3 separate regions of the Zea mays genome follow, and all the other regions are linked to region 1. Evidence: chromatin contacts called from public Hi-C data. All regions are on one chromosome and are shown on one strand. Each heading gives the region's core, a stretch centred on a gene start, on an enhancer-like site or on the middle of the called end of the contact. The rest is flanking DNA. Distances are from core to core; before and after follow the strand shown.

Region 1 (2,858 bases), core at 76-2,575:
TTATTTCTTCCTGTGCCTCGCCGGCCGGTCAGCGTGCTCATTTGTCCCCATGTGGATCGACCATGGCCAGGTCAGCGTGCTCATTTGCACGGCCAGGACCCCAGGGGTTGCAAGACGACCGCGGGGCTAGAGGAGGCAACGTCGAGGACTACTTTGCGGAGGAGCCGGCGGCGCGGCAGGCCGTGTAAAAAGCGAAGGCGAGTAGGGGCGATTGGGGAGGATCTGTGACGCTCAAATTTGCGGGAGGGCAGGAAATGGATGAGGGAAGCAAAAAAAATGGGTATAGTTGTTGCACAAACGGTCGGCCCGGTTCCGCACGGCACGGGCCGGCCCGACGGATAATCAGGCCATGCCCGATCGGCCCGCGTGTCGCAGCTACGGTCCAATCACGGCATACCGGCCTAGTAGCTATGCTGGGCCGATCCGTTAACTTGTTCATGTTGTGTTGTTAAATCAGGAAAAATAGTAAAAAAAACTATACACAAGTGAGGTTTTAAACCCACGACCTCTCTACAAGGCTGAAAACGCTACATGAAGGAGACTAACATGTAAAACTTACATCTAGTGCATTTGTTGTAAAAATAGCAATTATAAAATCTAAATATATATACTATGTTTTATAAAATAAAAAATATAATCGTGTCGGACCGGACTGGCACTGCGGGCCGATGCAATGGCGTGCCGGGCCCGGTCTGGAACTATTAAATGAGTTGTGCTTTGGGCCGGTCCGTTAAACACGACCCATTTGGCCATCTATAAATATAAATATGGGGAGAAGAGGGAATGGTTGGAGGGCTCAAAATGTGTTTTTTCCTTAAAACGTTTTTGGGTTGGTTTAGGTGATTTCTTGGAGATACCCTAAGAGCATCTACAACAACGACCTATAAAAAAACTCTATAATTTAAAAATGAGTATAATTTATATAATTTAGGGCATCAACAAAACACACCGCTCTAACAGTAAAGCCTCAAATATAGATTATATGACAGCCCACTATAGTGTATTTGAGGCACTTGAGAATGTATCTTATAGTTTTTTGATCAAATTTTATGAAATGAGGCACTGTTGTAGTTATTTTTTCAGTGTAAAACTCTATATTTTAATTTAAGACATTAGCTTGAGATATTGTTGGAGATACTCTGATGTAAAAAACTGGTCAGACAATGACCGGAAGCAATGATAAAGATCACGGAACCATGGACCGGGTTCACGAAATAATGGTATCACATACAGACAGGCAGCGGCAACCAACCCGATCACGTTGCCCCCGCGCGGCTAGACGCCTAGACTAGCCCCACGACCTCCACCTCGACCAGTCTCGATCCCGTGGACTCCCGATTGCCTCCTCAGCAACTTCCATACCCCCAGCGCGGCGGTGCCGGAGCGAGCAGAGCAGCCGGAGGGCCTGTCGGATCCGCCGCCGTCAAGATGAATGACGCCGATGTATCCAAGCAGATCCAGCAGATGGTGCGGTTCATCCGCCAGGAGGCCGACGAGAAGGCCAACGAGATCTCCGTCTCCGCCGAGGAGGTCAGTTTACCCTGCCTGCCGCTTCCTCACCCTCCTAGAAGCTTCCAGAAGCTTCTAGATGCTTGTCTCTGTACTCTCAGCTGCCCGATCTGGCTGACGCGCTCCATGATCCCGAAGCATCTGGGAGAGCCGGCTTTAGCTGCTCGATTGTTTTAACGCTTGGTGCTTCGCTTATTGTGTACGAGATCCGTAGTCCCAAGCGACAAAGGCCCCCAGTTCCGAGGCAGATCGAGGAGAGTTTGGAGTTGGGTTAGCGGCTCTAGGGCTTTGGGCTTGTTACGCTCATGGTGGGTGGTGAACATTGTAGAGAGTTCTAGATCGCGGAGGTTTTGTGCCTCCAACCCTCCACGCTTTTGAGTTGGTATTCACGCCATTCTCTACCGACTGGCATAATTCTAGGGCTCCTGTATAACTGTAGTCAGACGAGGTATGTTTTCGGAGCTCACAAATGGTTCACATGCTTCCTGAATGTTCTGGAAACAAAATTGGAGCTTAAGCTGAATTGGGAACTCCTAAGACGTGATTCTCATCCTTCATCTAGAAGCTAAATGATCTTAAGCTGAATCACTCCATTTCTCCTCTTGATTAATTCTATGTCATTCCCTTCAAAGGGAACGTCTCATGCTTGGATGCCCAATTTGTCTTCTGGCTTGGTTCTAGGAGTTATGCTTCAAAAGTTCAAATAGCTTTCTGAAAATAAGAGTGTAACCCCTGATATCAAAAGTTCAAACAACTAATCACAACTTCTGTATGTCCGGTACCTAATTACCTAAGCCATTAACCATGTATCACTTTTTAAGGTGTCTTCTATTTTCTCGTTGTAGTGTAGACATTGAAGTAACTGTACTGGAAGATGCGATCTGATCGATACCAATTTTGGTTGGTTGCTTGATGAATTGCTAGTGTGCTAGACACTGGACGACAAATTTACTTGTTGGAGGGCTTCTACAATCATGCATATTCATGTATTTTCCTTTTTGTCTTTGCTGCCAACTTATGAACACAGTGTACCAATTAAATTCAATGTATGAGATCACATGCGTGTATGATTAATATACTGATTCTGCTACAGTGTAGTAGAATATGATGGACCATTATGTTCAACCTCCATTGGTAGAATACACCTGCCAAACATTCAAAATCTTGACTAATAATATGTATAAACTATAAAGATTACCTATTTACTTGTGTGAAAAACACATTGCTAGACCTATCTTTTAAAAAATGCTTCCATAAAAGTACATTTGTTATTGTAGATCGGCATGAAAAAAGTAGCATGCACAGTTTAGTCTTGAAGAATGAAGATCATAAAAAACTAAACAATACAA
Region 2 (2,719 bases), core at 14-2,513, 570 kb before region 1:
AAATCAGACTCCGCAACTCGACGCGCGCACGGAATGTCTCCGCCGGGCGCCGGACGATACGAGCCTACTTTTATGCGGCCGAGGCCGACCCGATGACGATGAGCAAAACGAAGCGCGTTAAACCGACGGCAAAATCGCGCTTCCAGAAAGTTCGAAACCAAAGTGCGACGCGAGCTACCAAACTGGAGCCGCGACGGATCCCCACTGCGGCTCGCTCGCTCGCTGCTGGTTCAGCAAATCCATCATCGAAAGAACAGCTACGTCGAGTCTGGCCGGAGGAGGGGTGGAAGGGACAGGCCGCACGCGCTGGACTGGAACCAACCAATCAACCGAGCCGGAGCCGCTCCCCCGCGCGCATCTGGTGTGCCGTGCCCGCTGCCCGGTGCCGCACACGAGCAGAGGCCGCGCCCCCTCCGCGGTCCATGCGCGCGCACGGCACGTCTCCCTCTCCCCTCGCACGAGTCGCCGGCGCCGCCCACCAAATCCACAAATCACCGTCGAAACCCCACCGGCCACCGCCGTGCAGTGGAGCACTGAACCGAGCCCCGTGGTACTGGCGCTTTTGGTCGGGTCCCACTGTCCCAGCACGCCACGGCAGCGCCACCTCCCATCTTGAAGCCGTCACATGATTCCGGCGAGCAGTGCCCCGTGGCCGTGCTTAACACGAATCGGACGAGAACGAGACGGCGCGCGGGGACGCCGGGACCGGGAGAGGCAATCACCGCCGTCTTCCCCGTGTCCGGCTCACGACGCGCCGGTGGATTCGAGCGCACGGCCACCACCGTTGCCCAAAGGAAATGACTGAGAGAAAGGGACCCGAGAAGAACAAATTAAAAAAAAACAGAACACAACTCCATTAATCAGACTTCAGACCTTCGTCTTGCTCGGACTCGCACGCAGGCTTCAGATGCGAGGCTGCTGCATCAATGGATCTACGTACAGCTTGCAGACCTTTAATTTGTCCGTGCACGATTTTTTTTTTAAATTTTTTCTTCACACATGGAGAACACAGATCGACAGGAACACACCGAGAAATCCGAGCTCGGCTTTTTCCACCCCCCCTCTTCATCTTCAGCCAAGGAGATCGATCGAGCCCGTGGAACGATGAAAGAACAGAACACGAAACAAAGGGAGGGAAATAAAAACCGAAAATTCTATCGGAAATCGAGAAAAAAATCTATCTTCGCTTGCATCGGGCATGTAATAATCAGACTCCGCCTACCTGCCGACGCTCCTCGTGACATCACCCATCATCCCACACGGTCGACGGAAAGTGGTACGCTGCCGCTCCAAAACTTGTTCATATCCGTCTCTCTCTCCTCCAAGACCATGCCCAAATCACCACGATCCTAAGCCAGCCCAGACCGCTCTCAAAAGCCGAATTTCTCAAGCAACAGCTCGTTCCAATCGCTTCGAAACCTAAATCCACTGCTCAAATCATACACACATTGAACGACACCTCCCACCAAACACACACACACACACAAATTTCGGAAAGAGAACTGCCAGCGCAGATCGCCATCCGACCACGAGGCTACCAAAATGCAGCGCCCAGACTCGTGCCAGCCAGCCAGCCATCACTCCTGCTCCATCTCCATGGATGCACACACCACCGCGGCCGGCCACCATCAGCGACCACAGATAGAATCGAGAGGGCAACCGCACGAGCACCAGCTCTGCTCTCACGGCGGAGACGACGACGACGACTTCCATGTCACGACCCACCCCCCTATCCGATCCCAAATCGCACGAGGAAACTTCGGGAGGAAAAAAAAAACGCACCTCCCTGGCCACCCGGGCGCGTTCCCTTGTCTATCCCCCCTGTGCTTGGAAGCCCATGAGAGCACACCAAGAACAAGCACAGGAGACGAGAGAGAAAGAGAGAGAGAGAGATAGGAAAAAAAAATCCCCAAAATCCAAGGCCGATTTATCTTCGCCAACATCTGGCCAGCTCCATCCGAGGCCGTTCCCGCTGCCTCCGCGAGGTCTCGGGAGGGGAGAGGAGCTCCCCGACTGACCGAATTCGCGAGGCAGGCAGGCACGCAGGCTTAGGGTTTGCCAAGGTGCTCCGGCGCCCTGACTCGCCGGGGCGATCTAGCGGCCGGTTCCTCGGTTCCGGATGATCTTCAAGCGGAGTCAGCGGTCGGAGATCCTTGCGCCGCGGCGCTGCAATGCCGCGGACAGCGGAGGCGAGGACGAGGGGGGAGGCGGCCCCCGCCCGAGGAAGAGGCGGAGGGGCGACGAGTTCTTCCCCGTCGACCTGCTCGGCGACGTCCCAGCCTCCAGCATCCCGTACGCTGCCTTCGGGCTCCGGTGGAGCGAGGCGCCCGAGGCACCGCCAGAGGCCGCGCAACCGCCGCCCGCGGCGAGGCCGCCGGTGGTGCGCTCGTCGCGGGGCCGCACCCTGGTGCTGCCCTCTAGGTTCAATGACTCGGTACTTACCGACCCCTGGAAGAAGGAGAAGCCGGCCAGGCCGCCGCCTCCTGTCAAGACAGAGCACTTGGCGCGCAGAAACGAGCTGCTGCACAAGAAAGGTGCAAATTTTGACAGCAGCGTTGCATTGTCCGAGGTAGATGACGACGATGAGGAGGAGGCCATGGTGGAACGTTACCGAGCACGCCGCAGTTTCGGTGCCTCCAGGAAGCACTTAGCCTCTTGGAGCACGCTTACCTCGGTACATGATGAACCATACAGCAATCACCACAGGAAGGAAGTAAAG
Region 3 (2,700 bases), core at 170-2,669, 860 kb after region 1:
TGCTGCTGTTTGCACACCCCCTTTTCTGCTATGCGGCAGATTTCTACCAATATTATGCCATATGTCAGATAGATAGATTGCATTTGCATCAGAAAGGTAGCTGCGCAAATCCCTACAGAGAGGGGAGGAATATCTCTTGGTCGAGTGGAAGAAGATGCATGCTCAGCCTAGGCAGGCGTAGCTGAGCTAGCATGAAATCCATAAAGCAAAAGAGGAAGAGAAGAGGAGGACGCAACTAGCAGATTATATATATATAGTAGCTATACAATACCAATGACCGACTTTTCCCCGTGTTTGTTTTCTTGTGGCATGCGAGTGTGAAACCCTAGCCCAAGTTCACACCTTCGCCTTGCCGCGGCTGTACCTCATTAAAAAAAGAAAGAGGAGAACAAAGAGGAGAAGGAAGGAACAAGGAACAGAAGAGGAATGAATGGCTGATTGGGCCATAAGGGAAAGGGAATAGGAAGCAGAATCCAAGGCACAGAAACTGACGATCGACGCCCCCTAATCTTGAGACGTACTCTGGATCACCCAAAAACACCCGGTAGTCTCTTGGAAACTGATGGTTAGCGGAAAGATCTATCAAGAAGTTGAAGAAAAAAAAGGGGGAAGGAAATACCGCAGGATTTGGTCGCCGTAGGTAGCAGTAGACTAGTAGACAGTAATCTCAAGAAGAATTCCAGCTAGGACATGCTATACTCACCCTTTCTTGCCCGTGTCCGCGTCGTCCTCCTCCCCCTTCATCGCCTCCTTGTCCTTGCTCTCCTCCCCATCCCCGTCGTCCTCCTTCTTGCACCTCCCCAGCGACTGCGATTCCTCCTCCGCAGCGCCAAAGCTCCCACCGCCTCCTCCTCCGGCGGCGGCGCCCGCCGCCTCGCTGGACGAGGAGGACATGGACGACGTCGTGTTGGGCGTGAGCGGCGCCGCGAAGCCTCCGCCTCCCCCGCCCGTGTCCGCCACCAGCAGCAGCTCGCGCTTGACGACGCCGTCCTCGTCCCCCGGCACCGGCAGGTCCAGCGCGCGGCACAGCAGGTCGTAGTCCATGTCCATCCCCATGCCGGGGGCGCCCGCGTGCAGGTAGTCCGCGAACCACGACGCCGCCGGCGCCTGTTGCTGCAGCGCCATCGTCATCTCTCCCGCCGGCGCCGGCCGCTGCGCGAACAGCGCCGCCAGCTCGTCGTGGTAGTGGAAGTCTCCCGACGACATGGGCGCGCCGCCGCTGCTGCTGCTGCTGCGACTGTGTGGTTGCCTGCTGGTTCTTGCCGCTTGCTCACTTATCGGGGGCGAGGAAGTGAGAGATCAAGACGGCCAGGCAAGCGAGCGTCGTATACGGCTATATGGCAGTGGGGGGCGTAGCGTAGTGCTGGTAGGGAACGAAAGGGATGGGGGGTGCTATGTGTACGTGGTGTGCGCGCGCGAAATAGTCTGGATGTGTAGGAAGATGATGCACATACTACATATATACTGACGGATGGAATTTTTTTTATTTTTTTGGAGGAGGAGGAGGGGTGTTCTTTCATCTCTCTCACCAGCTGCTTTGGTGTTGGCCTTTTATTAATTGAGCTCCTGCTAAAATTTAGCCCGGGTCACATCAAGTGTTTGACTTTTAAATAGGAGTATGAAATATAGACCCAACCAACTGGACTAGATTCGTCTCGTCTTTTAATCTTCGGCTGACAAATTAGTTTTATAATCCGACTACATTTAATATCCGGAATGGAGGTTCAAACATTTGATGGGACAGGGGCTAAATTTTAGCGGGGTGTAACCAAACACCCCCTGATTGATCCAGCTTTTGTGACAGAAACTACTACTAGTACTAATTGATTAGACCCAAACGACATGTCCATTTCCGGGTCTCTATTTCACCTCCCCCCTGGAGTTATGCGCTTGTTTCCATCGCAAGATACAGCAATTATCAGTGGGTTAGACTTCACCCTCTCTTCTCTACTCTCTCTAGTAGCCTAGAGTGCTATAGACCAGACCAGTGAGCAGCAGGGCTATTAATAATAATGCAGGATTAGCAGGAGAAGCAACAGGAATGGCGCGGCGGGAGGAGGAGGAATGGTCTACGGTCACGGGGGCAGGGTGAGTCAGCGGCGCCCTACCGGTGGCAGCCACACAGCCAGTCACCCCCGGGTCAAACCGCCGCGCCGAGGTCAGACGTTTCCCACCCGACAGACACGTTGCGGTCGCCCCTATTGACCGGGCCTACCCGCCCCGCGCAATGGCCCGCTGGCAGCCGGAGGGGCCCACCTTTCCTTTCCCCTGACGCCAGCGTGACGCCGGCCCCCGTCCGATCGCGAGCCGACGGCTGCCGGTGGCGGTCGGATGTGCCGGTCGGTGCCTGGAACTGGGAGGCCCCGTGCCCGAGAAGGGCGACACGCGAGTACGCGACCGCGAGAGAGAAAAAAAACATGTGCGAGGACCGGGGCGGGCCGGCCGCGGTCGCATCGCAGTATCCGGTCAAGGCCGTCTGGCCGGCGGGGCCCGCCGCGTTTCAAATCCGGGGACGGAGACGCTGCGTCGCGCTGCACCTGCACGTCGCGGGAGCCGGGAGGGGGGGGGGGGGGCATCGGGAAAGGCCACCGTTTCTCGTTTCTGCAAGGGCTGGGGGCACTGCTACAGCAGGAGCAGCAGCAGATTTCCAATCATCGAAAAGGGGTCGCGGTGGCAGGCAGAGGCAGGGGACCTAGGGGC

What was found. A called contact is a pair of places that touch in the nucleus more often than the background predicts.
Region 2: a contact with region 1 is called in a Hi-C map of endosperm, with 4 times the contacts expected there. The contact joins the promoter of LOC100383419 here to the promoter of LOC100273417 in region 1. A contact is called at or near these places in 4 of 25 Hi-C or Micro-C datasets (ear, endosperm, leaf and 1 more).
Region 3: a contact with region 1 is called in a Hi-C map of endosperm, with 2.1 times the contacts expected there. The contact joins the promoter of LOC100279449 here to the promoter of LOC100273417 in region 1. A contact is called at or near these places in 2 of 25 Hi-C or Micro-C datasets (bundle sheath and endosperm).

The regions. Positions count from the first base shown.
Region 1 is chr8:152,116,187-152,119,044 of Zm-B73-REFERENCE-NAM-5.0, forward strand. It overlaps LOC100273417 (V-type proton ATPase subunit E3), which reads left to right and starts at 1,326. Exons shown (of 6, transcript NM_001147854.1): 1 at 1,326-1,530. The coding sequence starts at 1,429.
Region 2 is chr8:151,548,852-151,551,570 of Zm-B73-REFERENCE-NAM-5.0, forward strand. It overlaps LOC100383419, which reads left to right and starts at 1,264. Exons shown (of 23, transcript NM_001361635.1): 1 at 1,264-2,719. The coding sequence starts at 2,120.
Region 3 is chr8:152,976,198-152,978,897 of Zm-B73-REFERENCE-NAM-5.0, forward strand. LOC100279449 reads right to left here and starts at 1,420. Exons shown (of 3, transcript NM_001354403.1): 1 at 704-1,420. The coding sequence starts at 1,206.